2 separate regions of the Mus musculus genome follow, and region 1 is linked to region 2. Evidence: chromatin contacts called from public promoter capture Hi-C data. All regions are on one chromosome and are shown on one strand. Each heading gives the region's core, a stretch centred on a gene start, on an enhancer-like site or on the middle of the called end of the contact. The rest is flanking DNA. Distances are from core to core; before and after follow the strand shown.

Region 1 (5,553 bases), core at 1,441-3,940, 240 kb before region 2:
TGAGCTCACACCTTGATCTGAAAGAAGGAGACAGAACACACTGGGAATGGGTACAGTATTTTGAAAGTCAATGTCATTCTCATACAAACCACCACATTCCACTTCCCATTCTTCACTGGCTCATGGCCATATTTTCATTCAAAATGCGTTTAGTCTAACTTCAAAAGTCCCAATAGTTTTTCAGTCTCAATACTGTTTAATGTCTAAAGTTCAAAGTCTCTCTGAAACTCAAGGCAATCTCCTTAATTGTAACACCTATACAATAAAAAAGCAATAAGTAAGTAAGTAAGTAAGTAAGTAAAATTGGCTCTATAAGCTAGGACCTGAAATCTTCAGCAATAGAATCTTACCATCACGTTTTAGAGACTAGTAAGGAGCAAAGGCAGTAGCATGCAGTGTTTTGTTTGTTTGTTTGTTTGTTTGTTTTGTTTTTTTGTTTTTAAATATTTTTATTAGATATTTTCCTCAATCACATTTCCAATGCTATCCCAAAAGTCCCCCATACCCTCCCCCCCACTCCCCTACCCACCCACTCCCACTTTTTGGCCCTGGCATTCCCCTCTACTGGGGCATATAAAGTTTGCAAGTCCAATGGGCCTCTCTTTCCAGTGATGGCCGACTCTAGGCCATCTTTTGATACATATGCAGCTAGAGTCAAGAGCTCCGGGGTACTTTCTCTAGCTCCTCCATTGGGAGCCCTGTGATCCATCCAATAGCTGACTGTGAGCATCCACTTCTGTGTTTACTAGACCCCAGCCTAGTCTCACAAGAGACAGCTATATCAGGGTCCTTTCAGCAAATTCTTGCTAGTGTATGCAATGGTGTCATCGTTTGGAGGCTGATTATGGGATGGATCCCTGGATATGGCAGTCTCTAGATGGTCCATCCTTTTGTCTCAGAGTAGCATGCAGTGTTAGAGAGTTCATCTTTCTTTGTTTGTGTTGTTTTATTTAAGAAAGTTTCAGATTTTTTTTCTATGTAACTCAAGCAGACCTGAACTCACAATCCTCCCACCTTAGCCCCTACTACTGAGATGTTTTTAATGCAGCTGGAAAACAGAAGGACATGGTTGTTGTGAGGGGCTTTGTGAATCTTTACTAGTTCAGAGTTTTGCACAACCATGAGTCATTTCTTTGGTTAAATAAACTCCGATAAATTTAATTTGCCTAATGTCTTTAAATTTTAAATTTTCAATCAGCTCAATTAAAGAGTAAACACGATTAAATAACTTTTACCAAGAAAATAATAGAGAATCTATCCAAAACTTCTTTGTACATCTTCGCAATATGGCCAGCAAGATGGATCGTGAGGATAAGGGAGTTTCCTGACAAGCCTGACAACTTGAGTTTAACCCTTGGGACCTACATGGTGAAGTAGATTGGCTTCCTCCAGTTGTTTATTTAGCTTCAGATGTGGGCCATACCATCCATATACACAAAACAAACAAATAAATACACAAATTCACATTTTATAATCAGAAAGCATAAATGTTGAGGTGTAAAATGACAATTGTATAGGTTAACTTTATTATGGAGCAACCAAATTGAAGAGAAAATTATTTTTGCTAGATAGAAAAAAAAAGTAGTGTGTGTGTGTGTGTGTGTGTGTGTGTGTGTGTGCACGCACGCTAAAATAGAACATTGGACCCATTTGAGCTGAAATTCAGTGTGGTTGTGAGCCACCAGACGTGGATGGTTGAAACTGAACTCCTGTTTTTTACAAGAGCAGCAAATGCTCTTAACCACTTATAGGCGCTTAAGCACTGCTTGAGATGGATGCTGAGAACTCAGCTCAGGTCTTCTGGAAGAGCAACAAGAGCTCTCAAACATTCTCTAGCCATCTCTCTAGCCCTGTTTTGCTAATTTTCAAACCAATTTCGTAACTATTATATTTCCCATACTTTGTAATTTTGGGTGATTGAAAAGTATCTAGGAAGAGATATTTGTGTGGTTAAGATGAGATGATTTAATATTTTTTCAGTTGTTATAATACTTCCTTGCATGTAGTAAGTGCCATGAATGTTTTTAAAATTAATTTCAGCTGTCACATGCATCATATTATGATTGCTAGAATCTCCATAAGCCTTGGAAAGAAAACAAATCTTTTATTTTTGTCTAATGGAGCTGAGGAATTTAGTAAAGGGGGGGGGGGGCTGAAGAGATGATGGCTCAGAGGTTAACGGTGCTTGCTGCTGCTACAGGAGACTCGAGTTCTAATCCCAGAACCCATGTTGAGCAGTTCACAACGGCCTTCAACTGCCGCTCCAGGAGATCCAATGACCTCTCTGACCTCCATGGGAATGCACGCATGCACGCACGCGCATATTCCCACACAAAGACTTTCACATAAAAAAATATTTAAAGTGCCTGTGGATCACAAAGGTCAGAATACAAATTTGTAGTGAAATAACGTGAAAATCGCTTTCACTTGAATATTAGTCCAAACTACTAAAAACTGAGGCTTCAGTCTCCAAACTATTGGCTCTTTTCGAAATACGGCGCCAGGGTTCCCGGACCAATGCCACGCAGGAAGATTTTGGGCCCCCCTGGAAACGCCCCGCCCCTTTGAAGGCGGGTTGCGGAGAGAGGCTATTACGCCTGCGCCTTGGCCCCAGGATCATTGGAGCAGCCGTAAGGCGCATGCGCAGTGCCCAATGGGCGACAAGATGCGGAAGAGCTGGCCCCTCGGAGGCTCCCATTTCTGAAGCGTGGGAGGCAAAAGAGGCGGCAGGTTATAGAAATCAATTTGAGCTCCAGAGGGTCCCGCGGGTCATTAGAGCCAATAAGAGATAGAAGCAGCGCCGCGGTGGTGCAGAGGGCCGATCCCTTTTCTGAGTCGTGCAGGCGGGCAGGGACCAGGGAGTGAAAAGCGCCATCCCTGCGCTGAGGGGCCCCGGGGACCGGGGCCCAGAGCATGGCGGACTGGACAGAGACCCTGAGCATGTGGAGGTGGGGCAGCCGAGGCCGCCTGGCCAGCTGTCAAGTCCTCATTGCTAGCGCTGCAAAGGCAGCCTCTGTAAATGTAGCCGAGCCGCGCTTGCGGTCCTAGGCGGGAAAAATGACAGCTTGAGTTCTGCCACTGCCTAGTTTCCTCCCCTTTCTTCTCCTGTGCTTCCACATTCTCCCTCCTCCTCTTTTCCCATCCCTGTGCCCCTTCACCCTGACCTTTTTCCTCCTTTCCCACTTCTATGCTCTTTCATTAGTGCTATGCCCTGCATTTCCATCTATCCTTTATCAACCCCTGTGCCTCTTTTTCTTTCTCCCACCTTTGTCTTTCCTCCATCCCCTTTTTCATCCTGTCACCCTCCCAACACCAGCTCTATATCCTCCTCCGCCCGCCCTCCACATCCTTCCTCATCTGCATCCTCCTCTCCTACTTTTCTCCGCCCTCGCTCCCAAGCCTCCGCCCATTAGCCCCCGCCCCCAGCTGCCAGTCCCCAGCAGCTCAGTCCTGCAGTGAGTCCATAGCAAAGCACCAGGAGCCGAGAGCACTGCCGGCTGTGTTGCCTAGCAAGTATCCGAATGGCTCAGGAGAAAATGGATCTGGATTTTGAGGCTGACACATCTGAGGGGGCCACCCTGAGACGGTCCAACAGTGCTCCCCTGATCCATGTGCTCAGGTGAGCTGGACTGGGGAGGACGGAGTGTGGGGATCAGAGGTTTGTCCCTGGGCAAGAAGTCTTCCTTCCCGAAAGTGCCAGTTCGAGTTCATCTAGACTCCAAACTGAGGGGTTGAGGTCTTATTTTCTTAATAGTGACTTGGTTTCCTAGATGGAGGGAAAGTTTGACCTCACACTCTGGCCATGTCTGAGAAAGGGACCCTCCCTGTACCTGGGGGGGCCTTGCTGTGCAGTTCTAAAAGAGAATGTACGTAGTAGAAACCTGGCTCAGCTGACAGGTTGCTTGCCCTGGCTTATTTCCATCAGGGCAAATCAGGCTGAATCCCCTGAATTAGGCTTGTAACTTGACGCCTGTCTCTAAGAGGTGCTGTTTCTAAGCTGAGTTTAGGAACCCTGGCATTAACAGAGGTTTGCTTTAAGAAATCACAGTTTATCTAATAACTTGGGATTCCATGGTGTGGTCGTATCCTGTTAAGTGATTTGGATTTGTTACAGTGTTTATAGTTTTTGAAGCTGCCTGAAATGCGTTATAATGGAAAAAAAAGGAGAGAGAGAGAAGGTTTCTAGCTTAAGTCAGTCAAACACAGGTTTGAGAAAATAATGGGGAAAATCACTCCTTTAATTTTAGTGACAAGATATTGTGTTTTTGTATGAACAAGACAGCAGGGAGTTTCAGGTGGAAGCTTGTGATGGTGAAGGCTGGTTGGCTCGCCTAAATGAACTATTGTATTCCACTTTTGTAAGTAGACAATTCTTCTGAGGTCAATTTCGAGACCCCACAGAGAGGGCATTAATTCAGGACAGAGCAGAGGATGGGAGTAATATTAGCCCCAAACCTTTCTTCAAGCACAGTTGAAGACTTGATAATGCTTTGCCTCCAATTGAACTGATTATAACATCTGTCTTTGACAGAGAGGCAAGTACATTTTTCCCCTAGATTTAAATACGATTTTGAAGCCGAGGGAATGATGACGTGACTGATGATGTTGTCCATGGTATCATCAAGGGGTTTTGGGGTATTTAAGGGGAAGCTGTGCCCTTTGTCTCTCGTGGATACCCCACCTTCTCTCTCCTTGTCTTGCGAAAGTCTGGTAAACAAGCCATTGCTAAGGCCTTGGGCTGTCCCACTGACCTGCATTTAGACAATTGAGGAAAAAACCCACTGTTTTGTGAACCACAATTTAAGTAATTACTTGAAAGATAGCATGATGTGACAGACAAGAGGAGAAGAGACCAGGCCTGGTCTCAGTTGTCACCAACTAGCTGTGCTAATGAGTGAGTGAGTTAACCTTTTCATGTCTGTTTTCTCTTTAAAATGAGAATAGTGGAAATAGGGATTGTCAGTGGTCTCTTAGAGCCCAGCACAGTTCAGTTTTGAAAATCCTTGAATTCTTATTACAGGCAAAACAGACTGCTAGACACTTAGTGATATTATACAAAGATGAATAAAGCACCTCTCCTGAGTAACTTAATATGCATTTGCATGTATTTTCCATTTCTTTCCTTTGATCGATTTTCTACTTGTGTTGTTATGCTGGGGAACCCCTTTCTTTATTAGAAGGTGGGCTTGGTATGTAGCTGTTTGGTAGTGCTTGTCTGCTTAGCATGTGTAAAGTCATGACTTTGCCACAGGAACATACAGATATATTTACCATACTGACATGGTGGTATATCTCGAGGTAGACCTTTAGATAGGGATATACAAGGTTTTTGTTTTTTTGTTTTTTTGTTTTTTTGTTTTTGTTTTTGTTTGAGACAGGGTTTCTTTGTGTAGCCCTGGCTGTCCTGGAACTCACTTTGTAGACCAGGCTGGCCTCGAACTCAGACATCCGCCTGCCTCTGCCTCCCAAGTGCTGGGACTAAAGGCGTGCGCCACCACACCCCGCTATACAAGGTTCTTGATTCCATCTCTAGCCCTGAAAGCAAAACTAAAG
Region 2 (5,311 bases), core at 1,797-4,296:
TTCTGAAAGCAGGTAAAATGGTTAAGAGCTCACGTAGTATTCAATTGTGAAACTATTATATCGAAGACAACGGTGTTCTATCTATTTACTGGGTGGGAGAAATTCCCAATTAATAGTGAGTGTTCGGAGGTCAGAGGACAACTTACAGGTGTTGGTTTTCACCTTACAAAATGTGGGGACTGAGATCTGCAACCCTGTAGGTGCAACAACATTATGAACTAACCAGTACCCCGCAGCTCTTGACTCTAGCTGCATATGTATCAAAAGATGGCCTAGTCAGCCATCACTGGAAAGAGAGGCCCATTGGACACGCAAATTTTATATGCCCCAGTACAGGGGAATGCCAGGGCCAAAAAGTGGGAATGGGTGGGTAGGGAAGTCGGGGGGAGGGAATGGGGGACTTTTGGGATAGCATTCTAAATGTAATTGAGGAAAATACGTAATAATAAAAAACATTTTTAAAAAAAGAAATTAAAAAAAATGTGGGGACTGGTGGGTGACTAAAGCCAGGGCCTTGTGCACCATCAGCCTGCACTCTACCAACTGAGCTCCACACAAGCCTGGCTTCTCTCTGTGAGTTCTGGGGACTGACTGTAAGGAAGCAGGTTTCCCAAGTACTCCGTAGCACTTTTGAGGTAAGAGGATCAGTATTTCAAGGCCACACTCAAGTCTGTAAAGCTTTTGAGACAATCCTAGGCTACACTAGCCCCTAAAAAAACCAGAATGCCAAAAAAAAAAACCCAAAAGACCACCTAAAACTTTCTCCGTGATCTCTATTTTTTTCTCTCAACAAGCACAAAACTTTACTTTTTCAACACTAGAGACCACAGCAGGTATTCCTAGATGTTTCCCACGTCCGAGTCTCCGAGTCTTCCAGCCTTATCAAAACCTGGAAAGGTTTAATGTATTCTGAGGGAGATGACTCAGAAGAGGGCTTTAAAAATCCATATGAGAATTACGAGGAAAAATTTGTTAGAACCTGAAGATTCCTTTTTATGTTATGTATTCATTCATTGTTTGGTTGTAGTGGTGTGTGTGTGTGTGTTCCAGTGTGATCACGCCACAGCACCCACGTGGAGGTCAGAGGACAACTCTTGAGAATCAGTTCTTTCCTTCCGCCACGTCAGGCCCAGGGACTGACTTCAGGTCCTCAGGCTTGGTAGCAAGAGCCTCTCATTAGACCAACAAGAAGACTCTCAGGAGAAGGAAGGAGGATAAATATAGAGCACTGGGGGAGAAAAAGCTCTAAGTTTATTATAGACATGTATGGAGCTGTCCCACAATAAAAATTAAAAGTTAATTTTAAGGCTTGTCATGGTGGCACAGACCTTTAATCCCAGAACTCAGGAGGCAGAGGAAGATGGATCTCTAGGTGTTTGAGGCCAGCCTGGTCTACATAGCCAATTAGTTACAAGCTACAAGTTCCAGGCTAGCCAAGACTACAGAGTAAGACTGTGTCTCAAGATAGATAGATAGATGATAGATAGATAGATAGATAGATAGATAGATAGATAGATAGATAGATAGTAGATATGGCACATATTTTAAAAATATAAGCTTGAACATCCACTCTGGCAAATGAGACATGAGGAGAGTATCAAGTTCTTTGAAAACAGTTGACACACAACCAAGTTCCTTTGACTAGACCTTTCTGTATGGCTCTGACTTGTTTGGGTTTGTCCTAATAGGAATTAAAATTACAGAATGGTAAATGAGGGCATAATAGGATATAAACTCCAGCCAAGCAAACTGCTACAAATAACACAGTGATATTCAAATTGGGGGAGAAGAAAATAACTAAGTGGTTATGGAAAACATGAAGTTTTGATTGGGTACCAAAAGATTTAGGAATAAAAGATCTATACATGCATAACTGTCTAGTCAGCTTGTTACCAGTATGTGTAATTTCATGATACTAAGGTAAAGTAAATGAGGGAATAGAGTATATACCAAGAATCATAGCTCTCACTGTTGAAGAAACAAATTGAAAATAAGGAAAGAGGAGCTGCCAAGATTCTCAGTGGGTAAAGAGCTAGCTGTGTAACCCTGACAACCTGAGTTTAATCATCAATACCCACATAACAGTGGGAGAGGATCTGCTTCACAGTGATCCTCTGACTTCCTCACACATGCTGTGGCACAAATGTACCCTCCACACATCATACACACAAATAAAAATTGCTTAAAGAAAAATAGAGTTTTTAGAAAAGAGGGGAAACTAGAATGAAACTTGTTTATTAATTTACCCTAGCGTGGAGCAGGGTAGATGTGTGTTTACTTTAACCTGTACCTAGACAAACACAGAAACAGATTTTGACATATGACAGAAAGGATTAGTATGACTGTTTGTTTTACCTGGCACTGTCCCCTGAGAGACCCTACAACCAATGACATTCCAACAGCAATGAGCATCCCCAGTGCCCAGATCTTCAATTCTAATTCCATTTCCTTTTAAAGGAACCAGGGCTCATCAGAAAATGCCTGAGTCTAGACCAGGGAAAGGACAATACAGGTGAGTCTGTAATGTCCTGTGTTCCAAAAAGAGAGAGACAGGTGACAAGAGATCACAAGGGCTGGTGGGAAAATGGAGAGCAGTAAGTTCCAGGGAGGGCTCAGTGGAGAAAGAAGAAAAGTGAAGATCAGAGTTAGGATCCCTAGATCTTACATTTTAAAAAGAAAGAAAGAAAAACTGGTAGCATTGGGGCCCAAATGTAATTCCAACACTCACCCTGGAGGTGAGATGGATTCAAGGGCAAGCTGGGTAGAGCTAGACTAGCTAGATCATCAGCAAGCTCCAGGCTTAGTAAGGAACTCCAATTCAGTAAATAAAATGAAGATTGAGGAAACCATCAAATGACAACTTCTGTCCTCAACAAGCACAAACACACACACACACACACACACACACACACTACATACACTATGTATGCAAAGTAAAAGTTCTAGATAAAGGAAGCCATGTGTGTTACAAGCAAATCTTTGAATGGGGGGACAGCCGGGGCGGGGGTGTTAGGAAAGGAAGTGCTGCCGAAAAGCTATCAAGTTTGAAAGTCACTTCAGTCACGAGTCAGAATGAGGAAGCCCGTTACAAAGTGCATTCAGACAATATAAAGCAAAAACTTGAAATTTAATTTGACAGTTTATCAGAAACACTTGAGGTTACAAATCATCATAAAAAAAATTAAAAGCATTTCTCTTTCAAGTGGCTGGGGGTGTCTATAAAATTCACATTTACAAATGGCAAAGAGCACCCATAATCCTCCATACGAAAAAGTTATTTTGTCTGAAGCTGCCCACAAGATTGTAAAATAGGCCAGAAGAAAAATGTGAAGAGCCCATTGGTAAAAAGGTCTATAAGCCTTTGAAAATACTGACTAATGCCACAGAAAGTCAAAAGGCATGCTTAAAGTTCAGCCGGGCCCTCCAAAAGCCATGTATGATATCTAAGTAATTTCTGATTATTACCTGCAATCAGCTTAATGCATTTCCTCTATTGTTAGTGTATTCATTTCTACAGAAAATTTGGCTTAAATGACAGTGCATTACTCAGAAAGATTCTGGAATAAAATTGCCTCTGTTTAAATTCCTTATCTGATATTTACTAGCTGCGTGATCTGGGAAAATCTTCAACCCTCTCTGGACCTGCATTTCATTATCTGTAAAGTTGAGATGAAAGAAAAAAAACAAAAGTTCTTATCAAAGCAGTTCTACTGTCTAACAGACATATAATAATGGTAAAAAATATTAACTACTCTCAGTAACCAACAATTAGGGGTTCTTTCACCCTCAACCCCCCAAAAATGTTTTCCCTCTGTACCTGTGGGTTCCGAATGTTTGGATTCAACCAGCCTGAGATTGTAAATTTTTGAAAAACAAAATCAGATCCATATTGAACAGGATTTTGTGTTTCATTCCCTCAACAATACAGTCTAACAACTTTTTACATAACTTTCATATAGTGCTATATATTACTGGTAATATAAAGATGATTTAAGGTATATAGAAGGTGGTGTCAGGAACACCTCTCTACACATATCGGCAAGGATAACTTCAGCTTTCCCTGTCTTGAAGAAATGCCCCCCAGAGCCTCCCCTGAACAGTCTTGTGAGTTGTCCCAAGGCTGTTTTTTCACCCACCTCCCTATCTTGTGGAGGCTGCCTCCTGGGTTCTGGAAAGGCATGGGACTTTTGACCTTGCCTCCCCAATAAGAGTACAGCTGCAGGTCATAAAATCATTAGGCTGGAATCTGGAACTGACCTCCCGTGACAGCAACCCACTGTCTGAGCAATCCTGTGGGACCTGGGATCTGGGGAGCTGACACCATGCTGGTTTCCATGGTCTAAGTAAAAAACAAACAACACAAAACAAACCCCCAAAAGTCTCTGTATTCACTTGGGCCTTTTTCTTTTTCAGGCAAATCTATGATGAGCCCAAGCTAGCCTTTGTAGGTGTTGCTTTGTAGGACGGCTTGGCTCTGATAATGCTAAGAACTATAATGGAATGTGATGTTGAGGTGGTTCCAGTGGTCAGGGCAGGGTTCACCAAGGTGACCAATGAAGCAGCCATTCTGCTGAGTGGTGAGAAGGAATGTTAGGGTGAAGGGGCAGGGGAAAGCAGGATGCTGAGACAGGTTTGGGGACTGGTAGAATGATGCTGTGGTGGAGGCGAAGGAGTAATGAGGGATAAAAGAGAGAAGTGAGCAGGGGCTAACTTATATGTGGGTTTGTAGGCCACAGAGCAGTTTGTTTTCTGAAGTGCGAAGGAAGTGATATGATTTATACTTGGAAAAGATCATCTTCCTCTCAAAAGTAAAATAAATGAATAAAAATTTGAAAAATAGTAAAAATAAACAAAAATAGGGCTGGAACGCTAGCTCAGTAGTCAAGGATACTTGCCACCACGCCTAAGAACCTGGCTTCCATTCTAGGACCCTCATGGTAGAAGAGAACCAACTGTTGCAGGCTGTCTTCTGACCTCTATATGAATAAGGTATACATGCATGCTTTTCATGTGAAGTGAATCACAAATGACTTCAAGTACAGGGTGAGGAGTTAAGGCACTGAAACGAGGAGCTAGAGGTCAGCTGGGAGGCATTTATGGCAGTCCCAGGGCTTGAAGTAATTTGGGGGCCAGCTCAGAGATCCCAGAGCCTGCTTGGACATGACCAGGTCAGGTTGTCATAATGAGGAATAGTTTCTCCATCACTAAAGGACTTGGCTTTTTTATTTTATTTTATTTTATTTTATTTTATTTTATTTTTTTAGTAAAACTGAGTCCCACAAAGGATTCCAGCAGAAGAGAAACTCACTTT

The links. Promoter capture Hi-C pulls out the DNA fragments that hold promoters and counts their contacts.
Region 1: a promoter capture Hi-C map of the HPC-7 cell line shows a contact between it and region 2. The contact joins the promoter of Fam122b here to the enhancer-like site in region 2. A contact is called at or near these places in 17 of 39 promoter capture datasets (the C10 cell line, the HPC-7 cell line, cranial neural crest and 12 more), 7 of 484 Hi-C or Micro-C datasets (the C10 cell line, Th2 cells, bone marrow-derived macrophages and 4 more), 13 of 115 datasets of contacts at active chromatin or transcription factors (the NIH/3T3 cell line, the SCID.adh cell line, bone marrow-derived macrophages and 6 more) and 3 of 9 other capture datasets (adipose tissue, liver and pancreatic islet).

The regions. Positions count from the first base shown.
Region 1 is chrX:53,266,942-53,272,494 of GRCm38.p6, reverse strand. It overlaps Fam122b (family with sequence similarity 122, member B), which reads left to right and starts at 2,690. Exons shown (of 9, transcript NM_001166365.2): 1 at 2,690-3,619. The coding sequence starts at 3,522.
Region 2 is chrX:53,027,481-53,032,791 of GRCm38.p6, reverse strand. No RefSeq gene overlaps it. Among named protein-coding and RNA genes, the nearest start is that of Mir450b, 18 kb to the left of the region's middle. Within about 2 kb of position 3,046, at least 4 of the 459 cell types and tissues checked have an H3K27ac peak or open chromatin away from gene starts, as enhancers often do. A contact at or near this core is called in the HPC-7 cell line, where this site is marked.